Linked DNA regions of Sus scrofa: all the other regions are linked to region 1. The links are chromatin contacts, called in public HiChIP or PLAC-seq maps. All regions are on one chromosome and are shown on one strand. Each heading gives the region's core, a stretch centred on a gene start, on an enhancer-like site or on the middle of the called end of the contact. The rest is flanking DNA. Distances are from core to core; before and after follow the strand shown. Region 1 overlaps C5 (complement C5). Region 2 overlaps GSN (a long non-coding RNA gene). Region 3 has its middle 19 kb from the start of STOM.

Evidence for each region. HiChIP or PLAC-seq counts read pairs in DNA pulled down with a chosen protein or histone mark.
Region 2: an H3K27ac HiChIP or PLAC-seq map of alveolar macrophages shows a contact between it and region 1. The contact joins two enhancer-like sites. A contact is called at or near these places in 1 of 47 Hi-C or Micro-C datasets (embryonic fibroblasts) and 1 of 2 datasets of contacts at active chromatin or transcription factors (alveolar macrophages).
Region 3: a contact with region 1 is called in an H3K27ac HiChIP or PLAC-seq map of alveolar macrophages. The contact joins two enhancer-like sites. A contact is called at or near these places in 1 of 47 Hi-C or Micro-C datasets (embryonic fibroblasts) and 1 of 2 datasets of contacts at active chromatin or transcription factors (alveolar macrophages).

Annotation. Positions count from the first base shown.
Region 1 is chr1:261,065,329-261,068,028 of Sscrofa11.1, reverse strand. It overlaps C5 (complement C5), which reads left to right. Exons shown (of 41, transcript NM_001001646.1): 6 at 200-282; 7 at 2,555-2,645. Among named protein-coding and RNA genes, the nearest start is that of C5, 22 kb to the left of the region's middle. Within about 2 kb of position 1,303, at least 1 of the 83 cell types and tissues checked has an H3K27ac peak or open chromatin away from gene starts, as enhancers often do. A contact at or near this core is called in alveolar macrophages, where this site is marked.
Region 2 is chr1:261,350,918-261,353,617 of Sscrofa11.1, reverse strand. All of the region lies in intron 4 of GSN (a long non-coding RNA gene), which reads right to left. Among named protein-coding and RNA genes, the nearest start is that of STOM, 55 kb to the left of the region's middle. Within about 2 kb of position 1,372, at least 3 of the 83 cell types and tissues checked have an H3K27ac peak or open chromatin away from gene starts, as enhancers often do. A contact at or near this core is called in alveolar macrophages, where this site is marked.
Region 3 is chr1:261,425,654-261,428,353 of Sscrofa11.1, reverse strand. It overlaps the pseudogene LOC110259667. Among named protein-coding and RNA genes, the nearest start is that of STOM, 19 kb to the right of the region's middle. Within about 2 kb of position 1,438, at least 4 of the 83 cell types and tissues checked have an H3K27ac peak or open chromatin away from gene starts, as enhancers often do. A contact at or near this core is called in alveolar macrophages, where this site is marked.

The sequences.
Region 1 (2,700 bases), core at 54-2,553:
CAGCCACAGATATGAGCTGCATCTTCGACCTGCACCACAGCCATGGCAATGCCGGATCCTTAACCCACTGAGTGAGGCCAGGGATCGAACCTGCATCCTCATGGATGCTAGTCAGATTAGTTTCTGCTGAGCCACGATGGGAACTCCTGAATTAAAATATTTGATAACTTCTGTAACTTTCAATATTTTGTTTCCATAGATATGGTGTTTGGACAATTCAAGCTAAGTATAGAGAAGACTTCTCAACAACTGGAACTGCATATTTTGAAATTAAAGAATATGGTAATTTCTCATAATTAAAAGTTTACCTATAAAGAGTTAATGTTTTTACAATAATTCATTTCATGATTGCAGTTAATGCAAAATCACTCCTAGATGAAGATGAGGCAATTTGCTGGCATGGATAGAAGTGCTGGTAGAAGGGGAGGGAGGAGTGCAGGCTGTCCTAATGCATAGGCTCTAGATTTAGCTGCCTTTCTTAATTTTGACAAGCAGAGCAACTTCTCTGGACTTGTCTTCCTCATAGAACCCCAAGAAACCTCGTCCCCAGAGGATTTAATGTCCTTTGCAGAATTATGATTTTAGGAGAAACTTAAATAATCAGTTCAGGTGAGTGGAACCCAGTAAGATTAACAGATGATTTACTCAATTCATTACAACCAATTATTGACAACAAGAACATTTGGATTTCCTTGCTCCTAGTCCAGTGCTATTTTTTTTCTGGATCACAAAAACAGTAAGATATTCTTATTTTTAAGTCAATCATAATGGACTAATAATTAACCTATAAATAGTTTAATCTTTCTGTTTCTTGTAGTTGTTTACTGGAGTATTTGTGTGCTCTGGTATCACATTTAACTTTCTTTTGCTTGACCTCATTTTTTTAATTCCCCAGGAGATACATAATAATATGGCAAATAAATACACAAATTTTAACAATTAACAAATAAATAGTGGCAAAGTAAATTTGTTACAATGAAACTCGATTTTAAAGGTTATAGGCTCTAAATAACATATAATCCTAAAGGATCCCCCTTCCCCCAAGTGTTTGTGCTGCTTCTATATATATCTAAAATCCATTTGCCTCTTATTATCTGCAGCTACCATCAATTTCAACACCAGACTCCATCCTGGACTGCTGCAAAAAACCCCTAATTGTTATCTCTGCTTCCAAACTATTCTCACTTGGTATTAGTCAAAACAGTTTTGAAATGTTTTGAAATGTCATGGTGTTTCACTATTGAAAAATCCCCAGTACTTCCTCATTCCTTCCTCCTCTTCAGCCTCATTTATACTCCTCCAGTAATGGTGACTTTGCATATGATGTTCCATCTGCCTACTACTATGATGTTTCCCCTTCCTCTTGTCTAGCCCATTCCTACTCACCTTTCAAGTCACAGCTGAAAATGCATTTATTCAGTGATATTTTCCCTGAATTCTCTTTCCCAGGAAGGATTCCCTATAATATTTACATCAGTTTTCATATCTGTTGTTTAGGTGTTTATGTGTGTAATTATTTGCTTATGCTTGTTTTCCCTGCTAGACTATGAGCTCACTAAGGGCAGGGTTTGTGTTTGTCTCGTTTACTGGTATATTCCTGTTGGTAGGAATATACAGACTACATGGCAAGTATACTGGATGAAAGAATGAAATATTTTCCTCTTTTTCATATCTGCCTTGATCTTTAATAACATAGGAACACAGCCCAGAGCAACAAATTGCATTGCTCTTTTACTTCTGTTTTTCCCTATCTAGAAAACATATAAGCTGTATCTCAAACCAACTATATCACTTATTCTCGTATGCAAATCTTTGTCTACAATATCAAGGTCATATAATCATCCAATTTTCTACTAACTGTTGTGCAGCTTAATAGAACTAGAATCTGTAAGCCTTAGTACAAAATCTGATTTAGTATAAAGAGAAGACAGTGCAATTTTGACAAGGGAAATTGTTTTCTCTTGGGCAATAAAGATACCAAAGAGATGGAAAAAAAAAAAAAAAGAATTCCTTCCTTTCTGCCCTAATGTTTAACTTTGCACAAAAATTTTTTTTTGTAGCTAATTGTAAGCTCTCTCTTCTTGGCTAAAGTGAGAGTTTTATGTAGGAATTTGGAGACTGGATGGATTTTTGTCTACTAGACAAAAAAGAAAATGTAAATAAGCAAGAATTTTCTTTTTCCATTTTTAATTTAATAAACATCTGTTGAGCATATATTATTTTTATAACTTATGAGAAGGATGCGGGGGGAGCATATAAAATAGTCTTTTTTATTTCAAGGAGCCCATCCTCTTGTGGAGGAGATAATCAACTGACTATAATAAGTGCTGAAATCAAAGTACGAAGTACTTCTAGTACGTAGAGGATGGATTGACCTCTGATTGGTAGAGTGGGAGGCTTCCCAAAATATTGCTGTTGATGATGATAATGATGACAGAGTGGATTTTGTGTTAATGTCACAGCTTATCCAACTATACCAGAAAGTACAGTTGGTTGCTAAGCTTTAAAGGCTACTCTAATTTAAATGGTAATGTTGCCTTTTTTTTTTTTTCAGTGTTGCCACATTTTTCTGTCTCAATAGAACCAGAAAATAATTTCATTGGTTATAAAGATTTTAATGACTTTGAAATTACTGTAAAAGCAAGGTAAGGAAATCTTTTTTTTTTTTCTTTTCTTTTTTTTTTTTTTTTTCCAGAATAT
Region 2 (2,700 bases), core at 123-2,622, 290 kb before region 1:
GAGTTCCATGATCAAATAAGCACAAGGAATGCTCCTTCCTTGCCCCCTGACCACACGCAAAGCACATCCACACGATAAAAGCTCTGGGAAGCCCTTTGGTGATTGAAGCTGCCTTTTCTTTACATAGAACTTCCCTACTTTACTGAATCCAGAACTGCTTTTCTCCTTCACATCTTGCCTGCAATCTGCTTGCAGTGTTCTGCAAAACCCACTTTGAGAAGCCCTCGTCCAATGCTTTCCCATCCTTCAAGGCTCTCTAGGAGGACTGCTCCAGCCGAAACCATCCTCTGCCCTCCTCGACAGTGCTGCAGCAAGTCCCACTCAGCTGTGCCTTCAGAGGCAGCTGCAGGTAAGCGACAGAGCACCAACCTCAGGTTCAAGTCCCTGTCCTGGCACTACAGTGCTGGGTGACTTTGGGTAAGTCTCTTTCCCTCTCTGAGCCTCACGCCTCTCCCTTCTGCAATGGTGACATAAGCTTCTGCAGTGCCACCCCCTGTAGTGGGCACCAAGTCCCAGGGAATCTCAGGAAGGCTTCCTTTCAGGGGTCAAAACTGTCCTTGGTTCAGCAAAAGGCCAAGTAAAGTGGGCTGGGCTTCCTCATGAGCAGTCCCCAGCCCCAGTGCTCAGGGATCCCAGGCCCCAGGCCTCAGGGACATCAAATCAGAGCTGAGAAGGTCCTTACAGAGCTCCTCATTTTACTCATGAGTAAAATGAAGCCCAGAGATGTGAAGTGACCTACTCAACGGCACTCAGCAAGCGTGTGGCAAAGCTAAGGAGTAAAACCTTGCCTCTTGTTCACGATCTGGCACACGCCACCCTGGCAGCTAAGACCAGACGCGTCTCCCTGGCCACTAAAGCCAGAAATGTGGCCATCTCCTCCAGGCCTCTGGCTGCTGTCTCACTTTGCAGAGTGAAGCCAAGTCTGACTGGCTGCACTGAGCCCACGAGGGCAGGGACAAAGGGAGAGAGGATAACCGGGTTCCCCTTAGGGCTACACACAACAGTGAGCCATACAGAAGTGATTGTGAAATGATAATGCCTGCTGGGCTGGCATTTTGCATGTGTCATCTCTGAGGGGGGTGTCATTATCCCCATCTTATGAGGATGAGGAAAGCAGATCCCAGAAGTGAAGAGACTGGCCCAAGATCTCAAAGCTAGTAAATGGTGGAGTTAGAATTCAAACTCAGGTGTGACTAAGTCTGTAAGGCCCACTTTCCCCCCCCAACATCAGGTGTTCTTAGAGTGAACATTACTAGGGTCACCCAGGAAGGGAGGCAGGAATAATCAATCCACTGTTCAGAGCAAGCTCGATCAAGTAAAAAATGTGGTGGTGTGGTTTTCCCTCCTGTTGTGAGCTGAGCGCCCCCTGGTGTCCTTTCTAGGTACCAGCATGAGGCTTTCAAGAGCATCCCCTTGGGCTCAGCAGGGTGGCCAAGGTATTCACAGAGCCTTTCTTTCCACCTGCCTTCAGGGGCCCTCCTGCTGGGGAGCAGTAAGGAAGGGCAGCTGGGGAAGATGCAATACCCTGTACTCACTTGGTAATGACTGCAGAGGCTTCCTCGTACTAAGCCCCATGCTTTGTGGCACCTGCTTTGTGGATATGCAATGTGGTCCCCACAAGACCCTGAGTTAGTGACTCCCTTTACCCCACTTCTCAGGCAAGGAAACTGAGGTCAGACCCCATGCCCAGGGTCCTAGCGAACTGGGGGAATATTTACCCTGAAGTTTGCCCTTCCAGGGACCAGCCTCCCACAAGTCTGCTAGCCCAGGAACTCCTGAGAGTCTGTGGGCAGCACTGAGCCTGGGACCTCATTCAACTAGAGATAAAGAGACAGTGGATCTGAAAAGTTTTTCCAAAAGATACTAGACAGACACACAGACCATTTCCATGGATTCCTCAGAGAGGAGGAAACGGGGGAAAGAGGGAAGAGAAAAATCTTTAAAACTTTTTTTATACATCTCTAGAATATTTTACTTGTTCAAGTGTACATTTATTCTTGGGGATTTTTGTTTGGTTTTGTTTTGTTTTGTTTTTTGTTTTGGGGGGGTTGTGTTCTTTTTAGGGCCATACCCACAGCATATGGCAGTTCCCAGGCTAGGGGTCTAATCGGAGCTACAGCTGCCGGCCCACACCACAGACACAGCAATGCGGGATCCCAGCCAAGTCTACGACCTATACTACAGCTCACAGCAACGCCAGATCCTTAACCCACTGAGTGAGGCCAGGGATCGAATCTGCGTCCTCACGGATACTAGTCAGATTAATTTCTGCTGAGCCACGATGGGAACTTCACAAGCATTTATTCTTTATTGAAAAATAGAGGGAGCTCCTGTTGTGGCTCAGCCATAATGAACCTGACTAGCATCCATGAGGATGTGGGTTTGATCCCTGGTCTTGCTCAGTGGGTTAAAGGTCTGGTATTGCCATCAGCTGTGTCGTAGGTCACAGATGCAGCTCGGATCCCACGTTGCTGTGGCTGTGGTATAGGCTGGCAGCTGTAGCTCTGATTTGACCCCTAGCCTGTGAACTTCCATATGCTGCACAATCAGTCCTAAGAGCAAAAAGAAAAAAAAAAATATAGAAACTTTCTTTTAAAAAAGGAAAAAGATTGTTCAATGTCATAAATCTCAGTTCCAACAAATTCTTTTCTGTGAATTTATAAATTAAAAAAATACTTGATTTCTAGTGAATGTGGACAG
Region 3 (2,700 bases), core at 189-2,688, 360 kb before region 1:
CTATGGTTGCCTTTGCCCAGTGTAAGTCAGTTAAAGATCTTTTCCTGGACAAGTGACTCAAATTTTGATTCCTGAGGTATCCTAGCCTGCTTTATTTTTTGAAACTTAATAACTGGGCATGTAAAAGGAAGATTCTAGACTCTGTGTAAACCTCACTTACAGCAGTTAACTCTAATTTACCTTTGATAACCACTGCCAATAACATCAACCAATACTAGAAGCCTAATTTCTCTAGCTGTGAATTGCGTTTTTTGACTGATCACAATGTTTTATGAAACATAGCAATAGTACCAAAAACAAAGGCATTCAATGATTCCACAGATTATATCAATGGTAGAATTATGACAAAAAAAGAAATGGCAAATAATGCAGATTAAATGTCAGTTTTAATAATTAAGAAATGTTTTCCCCAAGGCTTCCAGATAAAGATGGCAAGTTCAACATAATAATTCAATTTCACTTCCTCTGAAATTCCACTAAAACCACAGTAAAGGTATATTTTTAAAACCCATAAACTCATAAATCCAGAAAGAAGAGAAAAGGAGACAACAGCAATAAAACTGTGGACACTGGAATGCAGAAAAAGTGACTTCGAATATAGTGGGAAAAGCCAAGAACTAAGTTGATGTGTATCACAGACTCTTCCAAAGGCTCAGGAGCTAAGTGGACTTCCAGAAGTGGGAGGTGGGGAGTAGTAAGAAGGGATATTAAATAAGCAATGATAGAATACAGATATGTTTTGGGGGTTCTTTTGGTCTTTTTAAGGGCCTACCCCCAGCATATGGAAGTTCCCAGGCTAGGGGTTGAATCAGAGCTGTAGCTGCTGGCCTGCACCACACCCACAGCCACAATAATGTGGATCCGAGCTGCATCTGCCACCAACACCACAGCTCACAGCTCACAGTGGATCCTTAACCCACTGAGCAGGGCCAGGGATCCAACCCGCGTCGTCATGGATATTAATCAGGTTTGTTACCTCTGAGCCACAATGGGAACTCCATGAATGCAGTTTTAAAATACATTCCCCACCCCTAGAGGAGTGCTGGCTGGGCTTGGTGACTTTCTTCCAAAAAACAGGGTATGGAAAGAAAGATACAAGTAACTAGAGAAACCAGAGACACCACTTTAGCCAAGTGAGCACTCAGGGTTAAGGTCACCAGTCATAAGTCGTGTTGCTGTCATGGACTCCTGATAGGATACAATGAAAAAGGCAGTTCATCCCTGTGACTTTCTTCCTCCATATTCCTGATGTAATCATGGCAAACCCAAACATTAGGCAAACTCAAATTGAAGGACAGCCTATAAACTACCTGACCAGGACTCTTCAAAACCGCCAAGACCATGGAAGACAAAGAAAAAACTGTCACAGCTTGGAGACCAAGGGAGCATGATTACTGAATGCAGTGTAATATCCTGAAACAGAGAAAGGGAACTGGCGAAAAAACTGTTGAAATCCAAATAAAGTCTGCGGTGATGTTTTCACAGTGTTGCACTCACGGCAATTTCTTGGTTTTGGTAAATGCCGCTGGATTATGGAAGATATTACCATTCAGGGAAGCTTGGGGAAGAGTATACCCAAGCCTGTACCATCTTTGCAAATTTTTGTAAATCAAAATTATTTCAAAATAAAAAAATTTTAAATATTAAAAAAAAAGAAAAGGAGCTAGAGTGCTAGCTCCCCTCCCTCATGGTATTAACTCCTACAGAAAACTGGAACTGGTGGCAGAATGATGGAACAGCTGTGGGAACAGGTACCCAACTGGGAAACAGGAGGACCATCTAAGCATGTGGACACTGAATGATAAAAGCCAGTACCAGCCTTAGAACTGGGCGCATGGGCCCCACTAGTTAAGAGAGCCCCACCTATCAGAGAGATAGAGAAAATAAGTTCATGAAAGACCATATGGGTATCCTTATCAAGTCGCCGCACTCAGCACTGGCATAGTACCATCTGTAACTTTAAATATGTCCCTTTTGTGCCTCTAACTTCATTTGAGCCCCAGGGAGATGCTTCTCTACATCTCTTGCTCTTGTCCTCCTTTCTCCTCTAAATAAAAGGTGACTGTTCCTGAATGCTGTGTAGGTGTGTGGGTTGTGCTCTTATGTCAGACAGACTTTGCTATGGAAAGAATGTGAACAGCAGAAGCACTTCGCTAAGAGAAAATACAAATTAATTAGTTTGACAAATCGTTCTGAGAGCCTGTGTGAAATAGATACTTATGTATTAAATTCTCAGAGCATCGGATGTCCATTTTTTTTATTTCATTTTGAATTCCAGTTGGAGGATCCAGTGACATTCGCTAATTAACATACTATTCAGCACCATTATGCATGACAGCTGAGAAACATTTTGCAGTATTAAATAATTCATATTACTTTTTTTGGCTGTGCCCACAGCATATGGAAGTTCCCAGGCCAGGGGTCAAACCCAGCACCTCTACAATGACCTGAGCCACTGCAGAGACCACATCAGATCCTTAACTTGCTGCATCACAGCGAGAACTCCCATATTACTCTCTTGATGTTGTTTTATTTTTTTAATTTTTTATTATAGTTGATTTACAATCCCATATTACTTAAGTCTGTGTGTACATATATCTAGATGTAGAAAGTGTGAAGTGAACTGTATATTTCACAGTGAATGATGGATAGTGATTCTAGGATTGCTATTTGTTTTACTTTTACAAAATTTTTAACGAT